2 separate regions of the Zea mays genome follow, and region 1 is linked to region 2. A link is a contact called in public Hi-C data. All regions are on one chromosome and are shown on one strand. The core of a region is the stretch at or near the end of the contact, and the rest is flanking DNA. Distances in the headings are between cores, read along the strand shown. Region 1 holds the start of LOC103654244 (probable pectin methyltransferase QUA2). Region 2 holds the start of LOC103654241.

The links. A called contact is a pair of places that touch in the nucleus more often than the background predicts.
Region 1: a contact with region 2 is called in a Hi-C map of leaf, with 5 times the contacts expected there. The contact joins the promoter of LOC103654244 here to the promoter of LOC103654241 in region 2. A contact is called at or near these places in 2 of 25 Hi-C or Micro-C datasets (bundle sheath and leaf).

The regions. Positions count from the first base shown.
Region 1 is chr4:185,438,023-185,445,146 of Zm-B73-REFERENCE-NAM-5.0, forward strand. It overlaps LOC103654244 (probable pectin methyltransferase QUA2), which reads left to right and starts at 4,187. Exons shown (of 8, transcript XM_008681074.3): 1 at 4,187-5,171; 2 at 5,266-5,395; 3 at 6,384-6,624; 4 at 7,013-7,124. The coding sequence starts at 4,543.
Region 2 is chr4:185,213,694-185,220,629 of Zm-B73-REFERENCE-NAM-5.0, forward strand. LOC103654241 reads left to right here and starts at 4,499. Exons shown (of 2, transcript XM_008681070.4): 1 at 4,499-4,634; 2 at 6,112-6,845. The coding sequence starts at 4,616. The coding sequence ends at 6,659.

The DNA of each region.
Region 1 (7,124 bases), core at 2,937-5,436, 220 kb after region 2:
CCCTAAATTTGGTGGAATGGCTCCATTTCTCATATATTAGTACTAACTAACTAACTATAAGGAATGATGTGGTGATGGATCAACTCATTCTATTCCACAAACCAAACAAAAATAGTAAGGAGTGAGAAGATGATATACTAGTTCATTCCTCAAACCAAACACTCCATAAGTGTGCCCTTTGAAGCTTCTTGGGACATATTGAACTTCGAAATATTCCAGATAACCTTTGCATTTTCTCTGATTGTTATTTTTTTTGTTTCCTAGCGCTCGGCTATAGTTACATACTTTAGGCTGACTAAAACCGAGGAAAATTATTTGGCCATTAAAAACACTGCCCGGACAGGCTGGCCACTAAAAAAACTGTCCGGATTGGTCCATCCAGCCTTTCGAACCCCATGTGTGTTCGGCCCAAAGTTAGCCATAGATTGTGACCGCCAGTGGGAATTATTGGGCTGGTGGTGCGATCTTGGCCGCATCCCACGCACGGATAATATGGAGTGGCCATCTACCAACCTGCAGTCTGCAGACGACTGTAGTATGACACCGACGACCGTGTGTGCCAAGATCAGCCTAGCTGTTCTGTTTTGTCTCGCCGACGGGGCCCCCGTCCGGCCGGTGCTCGATCGTCACCATCGATCGCCAACTCAGCTCCGTCGCCACTGGTGCCGCTGCGGCTCTCAATCTCAAACCCGCGTCTCGACCCAATGGAGTAGACGGAGGTCTACGTGTACAGGCAGTACCATGGCCCTTTTGTACTGCTGTGCGTGCATGCATTCGCTACTTCATGAGTTCATGTGCATTTTGTACGTGCGGTGGTACGCCGTATGCCTACTCCTCGATCGAGGGGGGGGTACGGATGCCACCGAGAAAATAGAACCCCGAGCACCAATTGCAGAGGACGGTAGCTAGATGGACGTTGTCGGTGGCAGTGCAAGAGAAGCAGCACGCATGGTTACTTGGTCAGCACGGGGGAGCTCTGGCAATTCTCGACATGAGTGGTCCAGCGTTGGCATGGCCTACACAGTCCCCAGCCCTCGGCGTTGCATGTCCCGATCTTCTTCCCTTCCGATCCAGTGCATCATTGACATCCGGTTACAGTAGTAAGTAGTAATAGTAATAACATAGGAAAATCTCTCCTCTCCTGAACAACGCGTACGCATGCTAGTGGACGGTGTCTGCTTGGCCGCATCCAAATGATTCCTCGTCATCAACGACGTGCTACCGTACCCCACCACCTTGATTGAATTCATGCATGCATGCAGTAGTGACGGATGACCTAACAGTCCTTGCTGGCGATCTAGCCCGCTGACCACATTTCCTCGCCAGAGTTCTGCCTCACAGTGCTCTCACACAGTCATAACGGGGCTTGATCACACTTCACTTGCGAGGTTAGTTTAGAGACAGATGCAGATGGCGACGGCAACAGACGTTGGCAGCACCACTGACCCACTCACGCCGCCCCACGACCTCAAATCAAACAGCCAACAGCCCAACACCACCAAACCCAACCGGGGATGGCAGCGGCAGTGCGCGGCGAGGCCGTGGCCGGGAAATGGGCGCTGCAGCGTCACAGAGGAGTGGGTAGGCTCAATTCACTTCACGGCACACAGAAACGGTACGGCAGGCAGACCGACAGTTTCGCGCTCGCGAAGGATTGAGGCGCCAAAAAATATAATGCAACCGCGGTCGATTCTTTCTCTTTCAGTCTTTCTCCCTCCCTGCGTGGAAGCGCGAATTTGCCGCCGCGACCGCACACCTGTGTGCTCCGACCGGATGCGCCTTTCCAAGTGGCGGCATCCCCATTATTCCCCATGATCACTGACCAGTATCCGCCGGCGTCGGCACACACGGGGAGCCAGAGCTAGCCAGCCACGCGCTTTTGTGCATGCGGCGCGGCGAGGGTTTTTTCTTGGTTTAATCAGCTTGTTTTTACATTATTCTGTTTCTATAAATTAGAGTATATTTAAGAGACTAGCTAAATGTCTCGTCAAACCAAATTTTAGCTACTCAACTGCAAAATAACTTTTCAACAGACTAATTATTTAACTTGTCAAACTTTCTGACTCTCACTAGTTAAACTTAGCTAACCATTCTACCGGCTACACTAGATAGTCTGTTTGAGTTAAATACTATATATATAGAATGTAATATTTATGCAAAAGTAATTAAAGAGTTAAATAGTAAGAAAAAATAATGAGCATTAGTCTAAACAGATGATTTTAATTCGACGGAAATATTCCTATTATTACAATCCTGCCAATCCTGCCGGACCGCAGTGGTCAGCAGGCAGCTCACAACCTTAAAGAAATGGCGTCCTGAATTTATGAGAAATACCAGAACCTAAGATCTAGACGCCATGTTATTTTTTTTTCTGTTTAAACTCTCGCCGCACCCCATGAAAAAGGTGTGTTTGGTTTGCTGACTAACTTGCTATATTTTCCTAACTTTTCTGCCTAAGTTTAGCTCTTCAATTCGAGCGACTAATCTTAGAGCATCTTCAAGAGTGTCCTAAATAAGTGATCTAAATCAAAATATAGAGCTTATCACAGGAAAAAGAACTCCAATAGTGCATTATTTTACCAAATTTCATCAAAAAAATAAAGGGCACCTCTAGAAGTGCCACAAATATATTGCACCCAATTGGGCTGACCTATCTCCTAATCTCAACGAACTGAACGTTCACGGGTTTCTTCTCCTCATACAAACCTCGCGCCGCTAGCTCTTGCGAGTCGCGACCCGCTGCCGGCTCTCACGACCCTCCACTGCGCACTATTTGTTTCCTCTCCGATCCTGGCTAGAAGCACAACAACCCTTCTCCCTCATGCGATGCCTTAAGGAGTTCAACCTACCGAGAAGCGCCCTGCGCCTTCATCGAAGACCGAGGCGGTCCACGGCTAGTACTTCCGTCGCTGCGTCGCCATTCCAAGGCCTTGTACTAGGTGTAGAAGGCAGATGTCCGATTAGCATAGCAGCAGGAGGAAGAAAGTGCAGGACGCCTGGGTGGAGGAACAACGGGCGACAGCAGGGGAGTAGTTGTTCCTGGTCTCGATCCTGGGTTGGCATTTGGGTGTAGGTCAACGGCGCCGGGCAGGAGCAAGAGGCGACAACGAGCGGTACAGAGGTTCGGCGGGAGGGAAATTGAAAACCTGGCTGCGCATGGGAGGGTTGGCTAAACCAGATTTTGGATAACTACTCTGATTTAAGGCTTTAATGTTGGACTTAAATTGTTTTTTGGTGACTCAAAACATCTCGTTTTCATGTTATAAGGCATTTTTATGGGTCACCTTGTTGAAGATGCTCTTAGACAAAGTGTGATGCAGTTAGCTACGAACCAAGCAGACTCTAATATACATGCTGGGTTTTCCGTCCGACATTATGCATTGCTTCTTTTGATGGTGTGTGTATAAGAGTCTGTTTGGTTGGGCTGTGGCGGTGAAAAAAACTGTTGTGGGTTGTGAGCTATGAAAAAACTGTTGTGGACTGTGAACTGCTAAAAAGCTAAAAATCGTTGGGTGGAAACCACTAAAAGTCGCTAAAAATTCTTTCATATATATTTTCACAGTTCCACCTAAAAGCTGCTAAAAGCAGGTCGAGAGTTGCTTTTAGTTTTGCACTATAAGAAAGTCGGTTTTTAGAAAAAGCTGCTTTTTAGATTTAGCCTTTTAGTTTGATTTTTGGCTTTTAGAGGGCAAAAGACAAAGCCAAAAGTCAAACCAAACACCCTAAACTTGCCCCGGTCAATCCTCGTCGTCCTAGTACACATGCTGGGATTCTTTTTTACCTGTGATCCCCGGGATTGCACATGAGTGACATGCGGCGGCGGCAGCGGTTTGGGATCTAATGTCCAGCACAATTATCAACTAATCACCCTGTAAATCGTCAGTGTTAGTATAATAATCTCTACTACGTGCCAGAGTTTAAACAACGGGAGTATGCGACTTTCTGTAGCATCACGAGACCGGCCGAACCCAACAACATACGTCAAACGAAATCGGTACACCTCCAAAATCCTGCGGGGCCCGCACGCATTTTTCAGTTCCATTCCCAACAGCCCCACCACGCCCAACCCAACGCACACACCCCGTCTCTGCCACCGGCCGCAGGGCCCAGTGGACAATGGCCCACCTGTCATTCAGACATTCGACCAGCGTAATCTTCAGCTCTATTTATTACTGCTATATCAGGGAGTAGGCACCAGCCCACCGACTGGTGTTAGTGTGTTACGGGCTTACGGCCGTGTTCATCTTGCTGCTCGCCTGCTCTCCCCGTTCCGTCCTGCGAGGAGGAGATCCGCATTCCGGAGGGAAACGGCGAAGGGTCTCACTCGATTTATACTCGTGCCGTACTGCTGCTGCTATCTTCTCTATCCCCATTACTCGTGCAATGGCGAGGAGGCCGTAGTGCTAAGTGGAGCAGCGGCAGGCAGCGCAGCGCAGGCCAACGCGGAATTGCTCGCTGCTGCGGTCCAGTGGCGTGGCGGCACGCGTGTCGCGTTCCATGCGGCACTAGCGCGGCCCCTGAGATCCATCCGCAGCAGCAGGCATGTCGCGCGCGTTGTACAGGGGCGTGTCGGGGATCGGCGGCAAGCTGGCGGCGGCGGACGAGGCGTACGCGTACTACGACCCCAAGGAGCCCAGCGAGAACAGCATTGGCGGCGGCTTCGGCCGGGGCGGCGCGCGGAAGCGGCACCTCGCGGACGCGGCGGTGAAGGTCGGGGTCCTGCTGCTGGTGGCGGCCGCGCTCGTGGGCTCGGTCGCGTGGGCGGGGACGCTCTACGCGGGGCGCGGCGCGGCGGCGCGCGCGGCCGCCGCCGCCGCGCACCGCGGGTACCGGCGGCTGCAGGAGCAGCTGGTCGCGGACCTGCTCGACATCGGCGAGCTCGCGGGCGGCGGCGCCCGCGCCAAGGAGGCGGAGGTGTGCCCGCCCGAGTACGAGGACTACGTGCCCTGCTACTACAACGTCACGGACGCCGTCGACGTCTCGGATCTGGGCGCCGGCGTCGCCATAAGCTACGACCGCCAGTGCACGCGCGACGGCAGGGTCACTTGCCTCGTCGCGCCACCGCGGAGCTACCGGATTCCGGTCCGATGGCCCAGCGGCAAGGGCTTCATCTGGAAGGACAACGTGCGGATTAGCGGGCACGAGTTCTCGTCCGGGAGCCTGTTCAAGAGGTGTGTCAACAAAATTTGCCCCGTCCGTGAAATTCGAGGTGTTGTTGGGTTTGGTCTGCTGGTTGTGAATTGGGTGGTTGCTCATTGATAACAGGATGATGGTGGAGGAGGACCAGATCTCGTTCCCGTCCGACGCGCACATGGCCGACGGTGTGGAGGATTATGCCCATCAAATTGCCGAGATGATTGGGTTGCGTAATGAGTTCAATTTCAATGAGGCTGGAGTGAGTTGTTGCCACCTGTTCAGTTTATTACTACCTGTAATTACCTATTTCACTTTCAAATCTAGTGAAGGCACGTCCAGAACTAGCTGAAGTAAAAGTATAGAACTGAACCAATGATATTTCTGTCGACGAGGTGTCCTTTTGTACAAAATCTCATTCTTAAAAGAGCCACCCACTCTTGCTATTGCTAGTGCTCTTCGTCAACACCATATGAATTTGCTGGCTTCTGCCAAGGTTTTCCGTACATTTAGGTTTTTTTTCAAGGACTCAACACCTGTACTTAGTGGTTCCAATAAGTAAGCATTGCGATCTCCTTAAAGCATTTGCTTTGGGTTTGGTACCTTTTCAAGTATTTAAATTTAAATTTTAATGGTTGTCCAGTTCTTTTGGGGAAAAACTGTTCTGTTTATTTGGAAAACAGTATTTCGTCGTAAATTGTTTCCGTGTCTGATTTACCAGTTTAAGAATTTTTTTTATCGACCTGCGGGGGGTAAGACAGCCCCCGGGCATTGTATTAAGAAAAAGACTTTCTCACATTTGTCGAGAAAACCCCTGAACCCCTGTCCCACTTTTACCAGTTTAAGCATTAAGCTGATCCTTTTACATCATGATTTGTTATTCAGCTACACTTGTCTGTTGTAGTCTTTCCACTTGTCCTTCAGAAATATTGCATGTTGAGTAGACTTGCTGGAAGTGCCGGTCTATTTCTACTTAATTTGACAAATATACATGCCCAATGTGCTGGAAAGTGTATGTCAGAGTTTACTACTGTACCTGCAAAAGTATGTTGGCAGGACCTTAGGATCTCCACTATGATCCATTATTTGAACATTATTTTTTAAAATATCATTATGCAAAACACAGTTGGACATACCTTGTAGACCACTTTATGCTCTGACTGCCTAGAGTAAGACTTTGGATAATTGTTATGTACTTATGTTTACTGAAACTCTTCTTGCTGATGGTGTTTCTTCTATGCCATTTTCAGGTCAGGACAGTCCTTGACATAGAATGTGGATTTGGTACCTTTGGGGCACATCTTTTTGAGAGAGATCTCTTGACCATGTGCATTGCTAACTATGAAGCATCAGGCAGCCAAGTGCAAATTACACTAGAGAGAGGCATTCCTGCAATGATTGGTTCATTTGCAACGAAGCAGCTTCCATATCCCTATCTTTCCTTTGATATGGTGCATTGTGCGAAATGCAATATCGAATGGTACAAAAATGGTACGTCTTAAGTCTTCTTCTTCCACATGTCTTGGCTCTTATTAAATATAATGTTATTAAGCAATATATTAAGTTAGCACTTCACATGTAAAGATCAATATAAATGTCTAGCTGCATATTAAATATTTGAGGATGTACAGTTGTGGGTAACTTTTGGTTGACTTCTAACCCTTGCTACTGCAAACTTTGCATACATATGATTTCTGTAAAGACACGTTTAATTTGGTACTCTAGGATGGCGATAAAGTAGTACTCCCTCCGTTTCTTTTTATTTGTCGCTGGATAGTGTAAAATTGCACTATCCAGCGACAAATAAAAAGAAACGGAGGGAGTATCTCTTACAGTCTTACTAAATATGTAAACATCACTTTTCTCTGTAATTTTGCAGATGGCATTTTCTTAGTTGAAGTGAACAGGCTTTTGAGGCCTGATGGGTATTTTGTATGGACATCAAATTTGAATACACATAGAGCCTTGCGTGACAAAGAAAATCAAAAGAA
Region 2 (6,936 bases), core at 3,249-5,748:
TGTACCATGGCGAGACCCCATCAGAACACCTGACAGAGCACTTTGGAACGCCTATTTCTCTCAATTTCATGTGGCAACAAGTCCAACTCTCTGTAGCAATATTGTAGTGCTACATACCAGCTACAACTCGACTATAAGGTTTAAACTTATTTGAGCACTGGATCTCAGTCTAGATGTCCCTTAATGTTGGATCAAGGTCACTGTCCAACTGAAGTTCAGTCTCTACCAGCCTGACAGTCCAACTTCAGGAGTAATTATCTTCAGTTTTTCCTTAACAACAATGCTCACACCTTTAAGCAAAGTTGTTCTCCTATAGTTGAGCTTAAATTTTGATGTGGTGACCTAGGGCAAAAACCCTATGCTTTGCAAGCTACAAAGCCCTAAAGTGAAGCCTTTAACACTGAATTTCAGACTTAGTGTAGAACTCAAATGAGGTCCATTTTGCACTTAAGTCCAAATCTCAGGGTTTGGCTTGTAAATTCACATATTTGTGAACCAATTGGCTTTAGATGCTTAAACATAGTAGTTTTTACATTTTAGTCCAAAGGTTCATCACTTTTGCACATAAGCCCCTAGGGTTTGGACTTAGAGTTTTCCAGGGTTCCAATTAGGGTTTCTGGCATCCCAGGGGTATAAATGTGATTCAACTTAGTGTTTGGGGATATTTTATGACTTTTACCATAAAGTATTTAGGTTTTCTTAACTTGAGTTAAGTTTTACCCCTTTAACCACTATTTAGGGTTAAGTCCATTAACCAGGGTTTCATTTGCAAAAACATTAAAACAACACAACTTGTTTGAAATTTTTGCCTAGTGGATGCACTCTAGATGTATCAAGCATATGCAATGCCAATTCTTATGATGTCATGCTCAAGTTTTAGTTATAGTAACACCAGGGGTGTTACACAAACCATTCCATTATATGCATTGCTGGCATCAATTGAAGGGGGAACCGAAATGGGAGAGCATCTGTCAAGGACATTCGTTTAGAGGGTTACATGCAAGATCAATACCATCTTCGGGGTGTCCATCAGTTGAAGCACCAGAGACTGATAGTGGATCGACTGGGTTGACAGGAAAAGGCCCCGTGGTCGTGATTACAGTAAAGCAGAAAGAAAGAAAGGTGCATCTTCTTCTTCTCCTGAATACTTAAGCCGATTACAAGAAATTACTGAAAAACAAATACAGAGGTCCATAGAAAAGGGGAAAAAAAAGAAAAGAGCAGTGAAGAAGACAAGGACATACAGAAGAAGAGATTGGAATTGGAAGCACAAAAGTTAAGCATTCGACAAAGGGAACTCAAACTTGAAGAACTCGAATCGGCAAATAAACGTTTGCAGATGCTGCTGTCGACAAATGAAGAAGATGTTGATCCAGAAGTTTGGATAATGATGAAGGAACAGAAAAAAATTGCAGCAGTTTATATTTAGTTTTGAGTAATCGTGAACGCTTCTGTTACATGTGGTCGACAGTGTTGTTGACAGATGTTGAGACATTTTATCTTAGTTCCTTTAAGATACTGTTTTTTCGAGAACACTATTTATTTGGTCGAACCAATGTATGTTAAGTTGTGTGCTGTTGTATTACAAAATAATGAACTCGGCTGTGATAAATGTTTGAACAATATTTGTGCCTATTCTATGGTATGTTATATATTGTAGAAGAAAACATGAATCCCAAGATCAATTGCAATGCTATGTTTACACTTCGTAGAAAAGAAGATACATGTTATGGTGTAGCTGGTACACAAAATCGATGTATGTCGACACATATGAAGCCGGCTGTCCGGACATTTTCGAAACAACTTTGGTAATTTATTGGAATACTTAAATAGACGACATGACATTACAAGGACTTAATTTAAGTGCGAACTAAGCAGCTACGACACATAATTCTTACATACTTCCACAGCGAGCCCATAAATGCTCGACAAGATCATTTTGAAGTGAGCACGATCTTTCTTGGCGACGAAGATCAAAGTGGTTAATAACCCATTCCGCCCGGCCTTCTCCTATAATTTGAGATGGTTCAATCCTTGAAGAGATGTCTCCGAAATCAATGTTTGCAGCAAAAGGCCCTTCGTCTTCGACAATCATGTTGTGCATGATGATGCAAGCTGTCATTATCTCTGTCAAACGATTACGATCCCAACCATAAGCTGGTCCACGGAGCACCGCCCACCGGGCTTGAAGAACTCCAAATGCACGCTCAATATCCTTTCGACAACTTTCCTGCATCTGAGTGAAATATACTTTCTTTTCCTCGTATGGGTGTCGGTTTGCTTTGACAAAAGTAGGCCAGTTGGGGTAAATACCATCAGCAAGGTAATAACCGAAGTTGTACGCATGACCATTTACTGTGTAATTGACTGGTGGCATTCGACCAGTAGTCATTGGGTCAAATACTGGGGATCGGTGGAGCACGTTTACATCATTGTTTGTCCCAGGCATGCCAAAAAAAGCATGCCAAATCCATAGATCATACGATGCTACTGCTTCCAGTATCATCGATGCTCTACCATTTCGGCCACAAAATTGACCACGCCAAACCGTTGGACAGTTCCTCCACTCCCAGTGCATGCAATCTATGGAACCCAACATGCCAGGAAAACCCCTAGACTCGCCATTATGCATGATGCGTGTAATGTCATCTTGAGTTGGAGTTCGTAAATACCAGCCACTAAAACATGCAATGATTGCGCGACAAAAATGATGAAGGCATTCCCTAGCGGTTGATTCCCCAATTTGAATATACTCGTCTACCGCATCAGAAGGTAACCCATAAGCAAGTATCCGCATTGCCGCACAAACTTTTTGTAATGGACCTAGTCCGGGCATACCAGTTGCGTCTACTCTTTGTGTAAAGTAAGTATTGTGCTGTTGAAGACCTTGCAGAATGCGGAGAAACAATGACCTACTCATGCGGAACCTAACAAAATTGCATTGGTTATTTGTGAAAAGTTGAACAAATGATAACCTATGACAATAATATGAAGTGCGTACCTTCTACGAAACACATGGTGTGGATACACTGGGTTCGCGCCAAAGTAGTGATGCTGGATGAGGTTTTCTCCAGCAAAATGATCTCTGTGAATGACACGGCGAGGTAAACCCAACCGTCGTCGGTGATGGCGCTGAGCCGCAATGTTCAGGGTGAGTAGTTTGACTAGCAAAATAGTTTCGTCCTCACTATCACTCGAATCACTCGAAGCATAATCATCTTCCGTATGACTGTGAGACATACCGAGCTATGGCTAACTTGATGAACTCAGAACAATGGGCGTACATTATGCTAGAGATTGATAGCATATATATAGGGAAGACCAAAGCGACTTCAGGGGGAAGCTGGGGGCTTCCATTGGAAGCCAACCGTGGCTTCCTTTGAAAGGCAACCGTGCCTTCCATTGTAAGGCACTCCTGGCTTCGTCCGTACGACTGGACGGTTTATGTTGCAACGAAAGTGTCGTTCATTATATTTCGTCCCAATATATATGCAAAATTTTGGCATACCAGAATTGTTAATTAATGTTTGCATTTACCAATTAAATGTTAAATGAAATGATGTATGTATTTTTCAAATAAATGATAAATTATTTGATTTTTTCTATATTATGCGTAATGTATTACAAATAATTAAATATATTTTTTTGGTAAAAAGTACGAGCTGTTTAAGCCTAACGTAAAACAGAAAAGAAAATAAATAAAAACTGAAGTTAGTTATGTTAGTTATAGGGAAATGTATATTTAATGAGTAGAGGGATATGTAGGGTAAAATTTAGGGGGAACGGTTGTGGGACGAGTGAATATAGGAGAGGGAATCTTGCTGACGTGACTGCATAGTAAGATTTAGGGGGGAAAATTTAGGGGGAACGCCTGCGGACAACCTTATCAAGCCGTGGATAGCGTTTGTTTGTGTCGTACAACGCTACATTTGCCATTCGAGCACTCCTAGGGAAAAATAGCGTCGTTAGACTGTCAGCAACGCACTGCCCTACGGCTCCCCTCCCCTATTACTGTGCTCATGCAAGGGGCAAAAATCACCCCCTTCCTCCCGCATCGCCTCTCCCTGCAGTACCCCCTACCTGGGGTTCCTCTTCTCTCTCACGCTAGATCAGGCGGAGCACTATTCATCCCCCAACCTTTCCTTCCGGAGGATGGCAGCGAGCGCGCCTTGGCGAAGAAACCTCCCGCTCCGTTGCGGTGGGTTTGGACTCCAGCGCGGAGGCCTGGACACGACAATGTGCAAGGCGGAGGAAGGCCGACTCGGATCCGCTCGATCTCGCCGACGACGAGGCCCAACAACAGGACGTTGCGGCGCTGAGGAAGCATTCCCATCGATGTACTCCGAGCAGGCGCCTTGTTTCCAAAACCATATTTACTTTCTTGTTTTCTTTTGATCTCTCTGTCTCGTGATCTCAAATTCTCAATTCCCATCTGTCTTCTCCTTCCTGGTGAACGAGGAACGACTCCTCCGGTCCTCCCTCCAGTCCTCCCTGAGCTGATCCCTGGCTCCTCCTCCTCCTCCCCGAGACCCCGACCAACTACTGCGTTGAATTGCTGATCAAGAACAAGAGCCAACTCTGGTTATCAACTCCAGCGACTCAGGCAGACAAGAAGATGAGTACTTCATCTGAAGGTACCGTGATCAAGTTTCAGTTTGGTTTGGTACCTTGTTCAGTTTCAGTTTGTTACCTTGTTCAGTTTCAGTTTGGTACCTTGTTCATTCTAGTTCATCCTTGTCCAGTTTGGACTTCGTAACTTGTTAATTTCAGTTGCAGTTTGGTACCTTGTCCATCCTTGTTCAGTTTCAAAAACTTTTCTCCTTGTTCATCCTGCGCAGATATCAGTGTTCAAGTCATTTTCCCTGGATCACAATATCAAACAAATGAGCAGGAGCAGCCAAAGCATGTCTCCTCTGCTGTGGATAGTACCAATCCAGTTGGTTTGGCATCCTCGGCTGCTCCTCTCTCTGTGTGTGTTCATTATTTATTTTTCGGATTCCTGTTGCTTTTCAGTAGATTCCATTCACAAATGCTCCTGCACTTTTTTACCGACTGCGATTGTGATTGCTTATCAATTTCAGTTCTAAGAGATTTTCAGTAATCAAGTGTTCCATTGTATACTTAATTATGGGTTTTTAAAATTTAGAAATTAAATAGTACATAATTATACACATTATGTGCCCCTCAATATTTTATGGAGATTATATGTCTAATTGAAAAAATTAAATCAATTATTCAATGGATTTGTACGTTAAGAAAATAAAAATTGAAAAAATATGGTAGTTGATGGTAGTTGGATTGATATATATATATATATATATATATATATATATATATATATATATATATATATATATATATATATAGAGAGAGAGAGAGAGAGAGAGAGAGGAAACGGTTGCGAGAAGATTGAATATAGGGGAGAGAATCTTGCTGACGTGGCTGCATAGTAACATATAAACTGAAAAATTTAGGGGGAACCGATGTGGACAACCTTATAAGGCAGGCCGCTAGCTGTAGCATATTTTAACCTTTGCGTAACTATATCTCGAGTAGTGTAGCCGATCGAGTCCCTCCAGTGCGGATAAACCTAAATTTCTGTCTACCTGACCAGATCAAACACCCTCTGATCGCCTCCCGAGCTTTTCTGAAAGCGCACAATCTACTAGTATGCTTAAGCAAACGATATTTGTTTGATTGCACGAACCAACACAACACGCTTTCTTTCAAGCAGATCGGCAAGCAATTTGCCTAATCGGCTGCTCTGTAGCCGCGGTTGTTGCTGTTGTTCGGACCGCTGCAGCTGTAATCTATAGAGATAAAATACTGTAGAAGCGACAGACGTAGCTGGATTAAAACCGTAGTAAGCCGTAGCGAACATGCGGAGACAATGGAGATTAGACTGGAGTTCCCAAGTCCATAAGACCATAACCATAAACCTAGTTTATGTCTATTATATCCCACTTTTTTTTTTCGAAACCACACTTTTGTAAATAGTGTTGTCTATACTCTAAAACAATGTTATTCACCGAACGGTCACAGGTCATGTACATTTTGCATGGCATCCCAATTCCAGCATTTCCTCATCACGTGCTCATTGCGCCACGACAGCTTTCATCAGTGCCGTGTGGAAGAATGGTCAACCCACAGCCGGACCGAGCAGTCTCCCAAAGGAAAGGATGCCACGCATTGTCACATCCACTTCTATAGGCGCAGCCCAGAATGGGAGGATGTGCAACAAGGCTCGCATGATGCAAGCACGCAACTTTCGCCGTGACCCTGACCCCGCACAAACTGTGGGCAGAGTACGTAGCCTCCAAGTAGCGTGCTCTGCCTCTGGAATGACGCCAGGGCGCGGCAGCAAGAAAGTCAGAGGCTTGGGCTCGTGGTTCCCTTGCCGCCCGATCCAGGCCGAGACCGCACGGCCTCCATTCCCCGCTCTCGACACCTCCTCCTTGTGTTCTCCGCACGCAGACATGATGCCTCCCACTATGGCCACTAGCGAGCGATGCTTGTCGGCTGTCGAAGTTGGCCGGCGCTCCGGTCCGGCCGTCAAACAATTCCAACGCGTCGTCTCGGCGGACGCGCACGAGGCGCCTGGAATCGCACGGCGGGCGGACAGGCTGTGCCACGTGCTCCGTAGGCACGCCTCGTCGTAGGCCCGACAAGGGAACAAGATTTCACCAGGCTAAAACACATCACTGCTCAGGATATTTAAGCAGTCCTCCCGTCACGCGTCTGGCGGCTTCGTCGAAGGTGAACTGCACGTAGGTGATCGCTTGCCAATTGAACAAACTGTAAGACTTGCACACAGTTGCAGTTGAATAAATAAGTTTTGAACCGGACGCGCGGCCATGGGGTTCCGGAGGGGCAACGCGGCCACGACAATAGGGCTTTACTGAAAGGGGCACGATCTACTCCGACTCTCTGAGCATG